Linked DNA regions of Rattus norvegicus: region 2 is linked to region 1. A link is a contact called in public Hi-C data. All regions are on one chromosome and are shown on one strand. Each heading gives the region's core, a stretch centred on a gene start, on an enhancer-like site or on the middle of the called end of the contact. The rest is flanking DNA. Distances are from core to core; before and after follow the strand shown.

Region 1 (4,454 bases), core at 1,427-3,926:
CTCACCTCTCCTCCCCTTGACACCCCTCCCCCAGCACTCCTAGGACCAGGACAAAAAAACTAAATGCAAGTTTAAAGGGGGGCGGTGGAGAGGGAGAATCTCAGACTTCCTGAACGCGGCCCATAGAAATTACCTATTTCAGACGTGCGCAGGAGTCGGAACATCGTGGAGTTTGGGTTTTGATTTTCTTTCTTTTTTTCTTTCTTTCTTTCTTTCCTTTTTCTTCTTTTTTTTCAGGGTTTGTGTGTGTGTTTTTACCTTTTATTATTTAAATTGATACGTTTCATTACTAGGGAGAAAAATAAAATATTCCTTTGATACACAAAATCAAATTGATATTTAGCCTCTGCTTACTTTTTTATGCATGGCTCCTTTATACCACATGGTAGTGACAGATTGTTTGAGCTGGAAGGAAAAGCCATTCAAAGCTAATTAAGCAGCCATTCCAAGCACTATTTGCAAGCGGGAGGCTCAGAAGCCTCGGCATTTGTCAGCGCTCCCCCACCCCTCGTGGTTTTGACTGACAGCTCCGGCCAAGGACTGACAGCTCCCGGAATCTCCACCAATTACTAGTCGAGAGTCTCTTTGCTGGTCTGTGATTGGTTTCTAGACTTGCTCGGGGGTGTGGCCGGCGCGCCCCACGTGGGGGCCGGAGCGAGAAAGGGGCGGGCCGGGTAGGAAGCGGGTGCGCCCACCCGTGACGTAAGGGGGAGGGCAGAGAAGGGGGAGGGGAGAGGGAAGCTCCAAAGAGGAGCCATTTTGAGACTAATGGATGCTTTGGCCAGATGCTCGCATCTGTCGAGCTAGGCTTCTCCCTGCCCCCCCTCCCCTTTTCGGTGCGCATCGTACACGATTTATGTTTTTATTTAGGAGAATAAATAAATGAAGAGGGGAGCGCGGTCGAGGCCTGAGCGGGCTCTGAGAGGCTCCATCTCGGGGCGGCCGCTCACGTGGAGGTCCCCGCGCGCTCCCAGCTACTCATTAAGATGCAAACGCGAAACTCAGGCTCCTAATGAGGGGAAAATATAGATTCCGGGGGCGCGCGAGGCGCGCGCGCCCGCAGCGGGCCAGGAGTGTATGCTTGCGTGCAAGCTCGGTGGGAAAGCGGGGAGGGACCCGAGGACACCTGGGCGGCCCACTCGGCGTTGCCTCTCCGAGGCCCGAGGACATAGGGTGGGCAGTGTGCCCCGACGTGACCCTTGTCTGCGAGCATTTAGTTGGGCCCCAGAGTCGAATGTTTATTCCTCCTTGGGTGTCGAGGCTGGTGACCGTGGCCACTCCAGGCTCGCAGTCGCTCTTCTACGGGTGGCTGTCGACGCATGTGCCCGGGCAGACCAGCAGGCCAAGAAACGGGGTCGGGACTCAGGGTCGTAGCCGGGAGGGCCCCAACTTCGTGCATTCCCTTCTTCACCATCTCGGGCCCGGAGCACAGCTGAGGAAACCGCCTTGGCAAGGCTGCGGCCAGGATGTAGCTGTCCCCAAAGGGCAAAAGCCCCAAGTGGGGCTAGCCGCACTACTGAGCCAGTTGTCCGCAGACAGCCGGGCCCTTCCATCTGCGCGGCCCGCCAAGCCAGAGTTCTCAGACTTCCCCCTCGCCGGCAGCCGCCGTGCATCAGAGGCGCTGTTTATTTGGCTTTCTGAGAAGAAGGGCGAATGAACAAAGGAGAAAAGCAGGGCGCCCAAGGGTGGGAGAGGGGACAGAAACGGATAAAAGAAAGAGAAACTCAGTTTGGAGAACAGTCTTAGAGGTCGGAGGTAACTTTGGGAGCCAGCATTTTATCGGTCCTAAATCTTTTGAAGTGAAAACATTAAACTGACAAAGTGATTCTGTTTGTTTTATAGTATCTAATTGGGCTGCTTTGCAACCCTAATGAGATTAGAGGGGAGCAATCGTTCGCCGCCTCTGCAGAATCAACTGATCCATTACTACCAGCCACAGGTTTTAAGGATTGTACAGCTTGTCCTTTTTCCCCCTTTTGTTGTTATTCGTTTTCTCTTTCTCCCCTCCCGCCAAATAATTATTTGCTACTAGATCGTGGGAAAAAAAAAGAGGAAAAAAACCTAGCTGCCCAGGACTATAATATATATCTATTTATTATATGTCTTTCGGTTAATTCCTGATGTGAGGAGCGCTGTTTTTCACTCCCAAGCGAAAGTCACCAGCGGGTAGGGCCTGATTGCTACTTTTCATGCATAGTTTTAGACACAAGAGGGCATTGTGACGTCGCGCCCGGCGGCGCCCAGTCGCAGTCCGAGTCCCGTGGCCCCACGTGGGAGCCTCGCATTCCCATTGGCCAACGCTAGGCGAAGCCGCCACATTATTTTGTTACTTTTCAGTCCCTATTTGGAACTGCTCTCGCGGCAGTTCAGACCTCGTGCTCGGCCCCCTTCGCCTGTCTGTGTGTGGTATCCGCAGGTCCGAGCCACTTTTTTTTTTTTTTTGAGTGCGTGTACGTGTGTGTGTTGAGTGCGTGTGTTTGTGTGTTTTGGGGGTTTGGCGGGGCGCGGAGAGGAGAGCCAGGCTGGGAGGAAGGAAAGAAGCCGCAGAGCTCCCGGGCTCAGGCTACGTCTCCCCCTCCGGTGCTCTCCAGCCTGCGCGCTCCTAGGCAGCAGGGACGCCGACCGCTCCCCGCCGGAGACGCAGCCGATTCACTTGAGAGCAAAGAAGACCCCTTCGCCGAGGCTTCCTATGCCGGCTGGAGTTAGGATGCCACGGCCCATTATTTGCACCGACTAACCCGGAGTTCCTCCTCGGCCCTGGGAAGGACTGGCGGCGGCGGCTGGAGCAGACAGAGCAGCAGGCTCTCTTCTCCGAGGGGAGGGGGGGGCGTCGAAGCGCCCTCGCTGGGCTCTAGCCCTCACCCACGGTCCTCAAGCCGTCACCTCGGTGGCCTGCTTCCTTTTTCTTCTCCCCGCGACTCCGGGCCCGACCGCCTCTGGGATTTGACCCGCGCGCCCCGGATGCTCCGAGCTGCCCAGACGCGCCCCCCCCCCTCCAGCCTCATCGTGCTGATTGACCCGTGAGGGGACAAGAGAAACCCACCCCCCAACCTCCGGGCCTCGGGATCCTGCTCTGGAGCTGCCAGGGAGCCGATGATGTCCACGCAGACCCGGCTTCTGACACTGTCCACGCAGCCGGGGGAAGGTGGCCGGCCGCAGCCGGCCGAGCCTTAGGCGCACAAAGCGCGAGCCCGCCGACGACTTTGCCGCTCGCTCCGCCGCTCTTTGTCTGCACTTGGGGCGCACGCCCGACTCTGGGATTTCGCTGCGAGAGCGGGCTGGGGGGGCCGGGGGCGAGCTCTCGGTTCCCCGGCCGCCCCCCGCTCGGGCTCGCCTCCCCCCTCCCCCGCACGTCCCCGGCTCGGGCTCTCAGCGCTTCCAAGCTCTCGGAATCGCGACCCCTCCCTGCCATGTATCCGCAAGGCAGACATCCGGTGAGTAATTGCAAGTAGGCTTATTTAAGCATCTATCATGGCAGGGTAAACGAGGCAGTTTATCTAGCACCTCCATTTTGCTTGTTGCTACCTTTATGGTGCGCGCGCGTGTGTGTGCGCTCACACAAAGGGGCTGGGTGGGTGGGGGCGCCGTAGAGAGCCAAGGGTAATTGCGCTCGAGTGGCCCGGGCGGCCTGCGTTGGAGGGGAACGTGGGCTCCCGCCCTGGGCCCCTCTCCTAAGTCTTCCAACTCGCTCCCTCGGCACTTGGCCACGGGAGCCCTTCTGGCTTTGGGGGTGGTCGATATGCCCGCTTCCCGGTCCTGTCGGGAGAGCGTTGAAAAACTTGCTGGGAAGGTTCTGGGCTGTGGGGTGGTGGCCTTGCCGGTGGCTCCCGGCGGGGAGGGGCCAGGGACCCAGCGGATGCACGGGGCCGCGTGGAGCCCTTCTGATGTGCCCACTCCTCTCCCCTATGTCGTCCTTGTGGGCTCCAGGCACCCCATCAACCCGGGCAGCCAGGATTTAAATTCACTGTGGCCGAGTCCTGTGACAGGATCAAAGACGAATTCCAGTTCCTGCAAGCTCAGTATCACAGGTAAGGCGGGTGGGGGGTGGGCCCGGGCTGACGTGGAGGGCGGCCTGGCGCGCTCCTGCTACCCCCCGCAGGGCCCGAAGGGGACGTCGACCCCCGACTGCGGGGCCGCAGGGCCTCCGCCTTTTGTTTCCCCTCTCGGAGCGCACAGCCTTAACCCTTTGCGTTCCGCAGTCGCCCAGCTCCCAAAGCCCGTCCTGTCGAGGGTCGGGGTCTTGCGCCAGCGTCCGGGCCCGCCCCCGCGTGGCCGAGGCGAGTCCCCTCGTCAGATCAAGAGAAGTTTGGAGTTGGTACGGCCAGGCTCCGGGTGGTAGGCACCCATTCCCACTGTCCTGAGGATGCTGGATAATGGGGGTACTCAGAGTGCCGGGCAAGTGAAGTGGCTCTGTGAGTCCCTAGGGTCCGGGTCTCGAAGGGGACCATGTAAGC
Region 2 (3,919 bases), core at 1,040-3,539, 180 kb after region 1:
GTGGACAACTCCTGGGAAGCACAAGGACTTAGCACGTGGCTTTTAATGGCTCTGAGATGTCTTTTGTTTCTGTCACCACCAGCTTCTCCACTCCTGGGCTTTGGTATGGGTCCTTTGTTTATTGTTATTTGGTGAAGAGCCGTACTCTGTATTCCAGGCTGGTCTCAAACTCACTGTGTATCACACCAGGTCAACCTCAACCTTGTGGCAACCCTCATTCTCCCAAAGCTGACAGTCTCAGTGTGGATTCGAGGCCTGGCATGTGGAGGAGGAGTGACAAACCTTTACAGAGAAGCACGGACTGCCTTGCCCATGGCAGAGTAAGGGCTCAGAGTCCATTATCAGTGTAACTGTTGAGAGCGTGCCCACCAGGAAATAGAGGAGCAAAGCAGGTGCCAAAGTGACTGAAGCTGCTGGACATTGCAAAATGGATGTGGCTCAGTTTATATGGTGCTTGCCTAGCATGCAGGAAGTCATGGGTTCAGCCCCCCAGCAGCATACACCACATACACATCATACACGGTGGCACATACCTCCAAGCCCAGAACTTGGGAGGTAGAGACAAGAGAATCAGAAGTCAGGTCATCCTAAGCTACATAGAAAGTTTGAAGTTAGCCTGGGCTACATTGAGACCTCATTTCTAACAAACAAAGCGACAAGTAGAAGCACATTAAAGCTGAGCCTCGGGCCCACGGAGGTTTTTGACAACTAGAATATGAGACTCGTCAGCTCTACAGGAATCGTAAGGAGGCCTCCATGGACTTTGGACTGTGCCCACGCTGGCTTGTCCTGCCAGCTTTTACATCCCATATTTGAGCCCTAAATTCTCACATGGGAATCAACTGGGCATGACTTGAGTCCCTCCAGCTGCAGGGCTCTGAGAACCACCTGTCTCTGGCTGGGTCTTTTTTAGCACCCCACACACACACACACACACACACACAGAGAGAGAGAGAGAGACAGAGAGAGAGAGAGAGAGAGAGAGAGAGAGAGAGAGAGAGAGAGAGAGAACCAAGCAAGCACCAGCACTGAGCAAGTGAATACACACAGAGCCCAGGATTGAGTTCCAAATTATCTGTTTTGCAACAATGCGAGTGTTAGCATTTCCAGTAGTGCCTGCTAAGAGCATTCCCCCCAGCAAGTGGTCAGTTCTGGGGGGACTTCTGTGAATGTGCTCTGGAGGCACCATAGCCCCTGCCAGGGAAAGGGTGGGCCAGCATCCACCGAAGTAGACAAAACAACCCCATGGGAGTCCAAGTTACACACTATAGAATTTTAAAAAACTTTTAGGGTGAATGACCTCCTTTGTATGCAGCTGTTGTTAGCCGGGCACAGGTACAGCTCCCTTCTGCTGGCAGCCTGAGGCCCTCAGTCTGGCCTCTGTCTTGTCAACATGAAGCGCTCTGACTTTCAATTCTATTGTTTTGGTTAAAATGTCAGACTCACTCATTGATCTTTAATTTTTTTAGTGCATTAATTGATTTATTTGTGTGTTGGGGTGGGGCAGTCACACATGCCATGGTATATGTGCGGAGGTCAGAGGACAACTTGTGGAAGCCCGTTCTTTCCTTCTACCATGTGGGTTTTAGGGATTGAACTCAAGTCATCAGGCTTGGAGAAAGTGTCTCTATCCACTGATCCACTTTGCCAGGCCCTTTATTGATTTTATAATCTCCTAGGAGAGAAGTAAGAATGTAGCTGCAGAAATAGTTTACTTGGTAAAATGTTTGCTTATACAACTTGAGGACCCGAATCTGGTTCTTCGAAGATGGAGGCAGGCAGTCTCCTGGTGCTCACTGGCCATCTGGGTTAGTCTACTTGGTGAGTCCCAGGCCACGCAAAGAGTGTCTCAAAAGCAAGATGAACAACCTTTGAGAATGGCAGCCGAAACTGTTCTCTGGCTCCAGCATCCATGGGCACACACATGCATACACATTTGCACATGCACATGCCCATGCACATACACAAGGGGAGAGGTGAGTAGACGTCAAGGAGGCTGGCTCACTGTTCGAGAAAGGGACAGCATTTCGGGATGGGAGTGGAGGGGACGGATGGCCTCCAGTGAGGTCACTTAAAGACTCCGTTCTGCAAACGTTCAGGGAATGTTCCGGGTGCCTGAACAGGGACCGGACTGTAGGAAGGAATGCGAGTTGGCGGCTCTTGGAATGATCTCAGCCTCTGGAGAGCCTTCCAGATTGGACATCTCTGAAAAGGGACAACCCCAGCTGCTCTGACCACGCAAGGCTATTGATGTTTGTCCTTCCCTCTGTCAGCCACTGAGTCATACTGGAGTCCATGGGAGCAGGGAGGGAACTCAAGCCTTGGCAAATGTGGCAGCCCACTCACCTCCTAGCTATGCACTGGGCAAGCCAGCCTGTCTCTCTGCGCCTCCCTCTCTCTCTCTCTCTCTTTTTTTTTTTTTGTTCTTTTTTTTTTTCCAGAGCTGGGGACCGAACCCAGGGCCTTGCGCTTCCTAGGCAAGCGCTCTACCACTGAGCTAAATCCCCAGCCCCTTGCACCTCCCTCTCTTAACTAGGAGTGGAAACCCTAAGGTCCATCATGTATGCCAATGGAAGGCAGCACGCACATCTGCAAAAGAGTCACGCATCACATATTAAAGGGGGGATTTCTGTTGCTATTATTGAACATCTGTATTAGAATTGGCTTTTTTTTAAACCCATAAAATCATACTTGCCTATTTTAATTTTACATGTGTGTAAGGGAATACATGTCATGGTGTGTGTGTGTGTGTGTGTGTGTGTGTGTGTGTGTGTGTGTGTGTGTCAGAGGACAACTTGAGGGATTCAACTTTCTCCTCCTATTACGTGGATCCCAAGGGATGGAACTAGGTTGTCAGGCTTGGTGGCAAGCTCCTTTATCAGCTGAGCATCCTGCCAGCTCTATCTTGAGTTCCTTGAAAGAGCCCTCTTTCCACTCTCCTGGTGAACCTTCAAACAACTCTTGGATGTAACTCTAAGAAGTCCTGGCTTCGTATCATTGTTTCTCGCATCCTGGGCCATGCACCTTGCTGCCCCGATTGGACATACTGGCAAACTCTGACAGACATTTGACATTACAGCTTTGTTAAGTTTGCTCGGATACTGTGATGGCTCATTTCGGTTATCAGCTTGACACACCTGGGAAGAGGAAACCTAAACTGGAAAATGACCTCCATTAGCTTGGCCTGCAAGGATGTCTGTGGGAAGTTTTCTTGATCACTGAAAGATATAAGAGGGCCCAGCCCACTATGGGCAGTGCCAACCTTAGGCAGGTGTGCCTGGGCTGTTAGAGAAAGATACTGAATTGTGAACCTGAGAGCAAGCCAGGAAACAGTGGTCTTCTCTGTGTGGGATCTGCTTCAAGCTCTTGCCTTGAGTTCCTGCTGTAGCTTCCCTCTATGATCGACTGTAACTTTTATGAGAAAGAAAATCCCTTCCAAGTCTGTTTCAGTCAATGTTTTATCACATCAACAGAGATGCACACTAGGGCAGAGCCTATCGAGAGGCAGAACAGAGTCATTTTTTCTCCAGAGCGTAGAAGGACATTAACTGTCGTACAGAAGTCTACTATGCAGTTTGTCGTAAGTGGGGGAGGGGATGGAATATAAGGTAGCTCTGGGAAGAGTAGACTGAAGGGTGTGCACAGCAGCAGAAAATGGGGTATGCAGGGTGGCTTCACGGATAAAAGAAAATCTGAGCAACCATGGTAGAGATGAGGTTGTTGGCGAAGTAGACAAATGGTAGAGGAGGTTTTTTTAGAAAGAGGGATCTACTGAGCAGAGCTCTGAAGATGCATCACACAGGCTCAAGGATGGGTTTTTACTTTTTATTTTTGCCAGAGAGGGGCTAGGCTTAGCTGCTAGGGCAAAGGTCAAGTGCATGGAGCTGAGAGGACGTGCAGACCACACAGAACCTTTCGG

The links. A called contact is a pair of places that touch in the nucleus more often than the background predicts.
Region 2: a Hi-C map of mammary epithelial cells shows a contact between it and region 1, with 2.0 times the contacts expected there. The contact joins the enhancer-like site here to the promoter of Tle3 in region 1. A contact is called at or near these places in 3 of 12 Hi-C or Micro-C datasets (Schwann cells, mammary epithelial cells and psoas muscle).

Annotation. Positions count from the first base shown.
Region 1 is chr8:70,751,101-70,755,554 of GRCr8, forward strand. It overlaps Tle3 (TLE family member 3, transcriptional corepressor), which reads left to right and starts at 2,677. Exons shown (of 20, transcript NM_053400.2): 1 at 2,677-3,434; 2 at 3,928-4,028. The coding sequence starts at 3,411.
Region 2 is chr8:70,935,017-70,938,935 of GRCr8, forward strand. No RefSeq gene overlaps it. Among named protein-coding and RNA genes, the nearest start is that of Tle3, 180 kb to the left of the region's middle. Within about 2 kb of position 2,290, at least 23 of the 93 cell types and tissues checked have an H3K27ac peak or open chromatin away from gene starts, as enhancers often do. A contact at or near this core is called in Schwann cells, where this site is marked.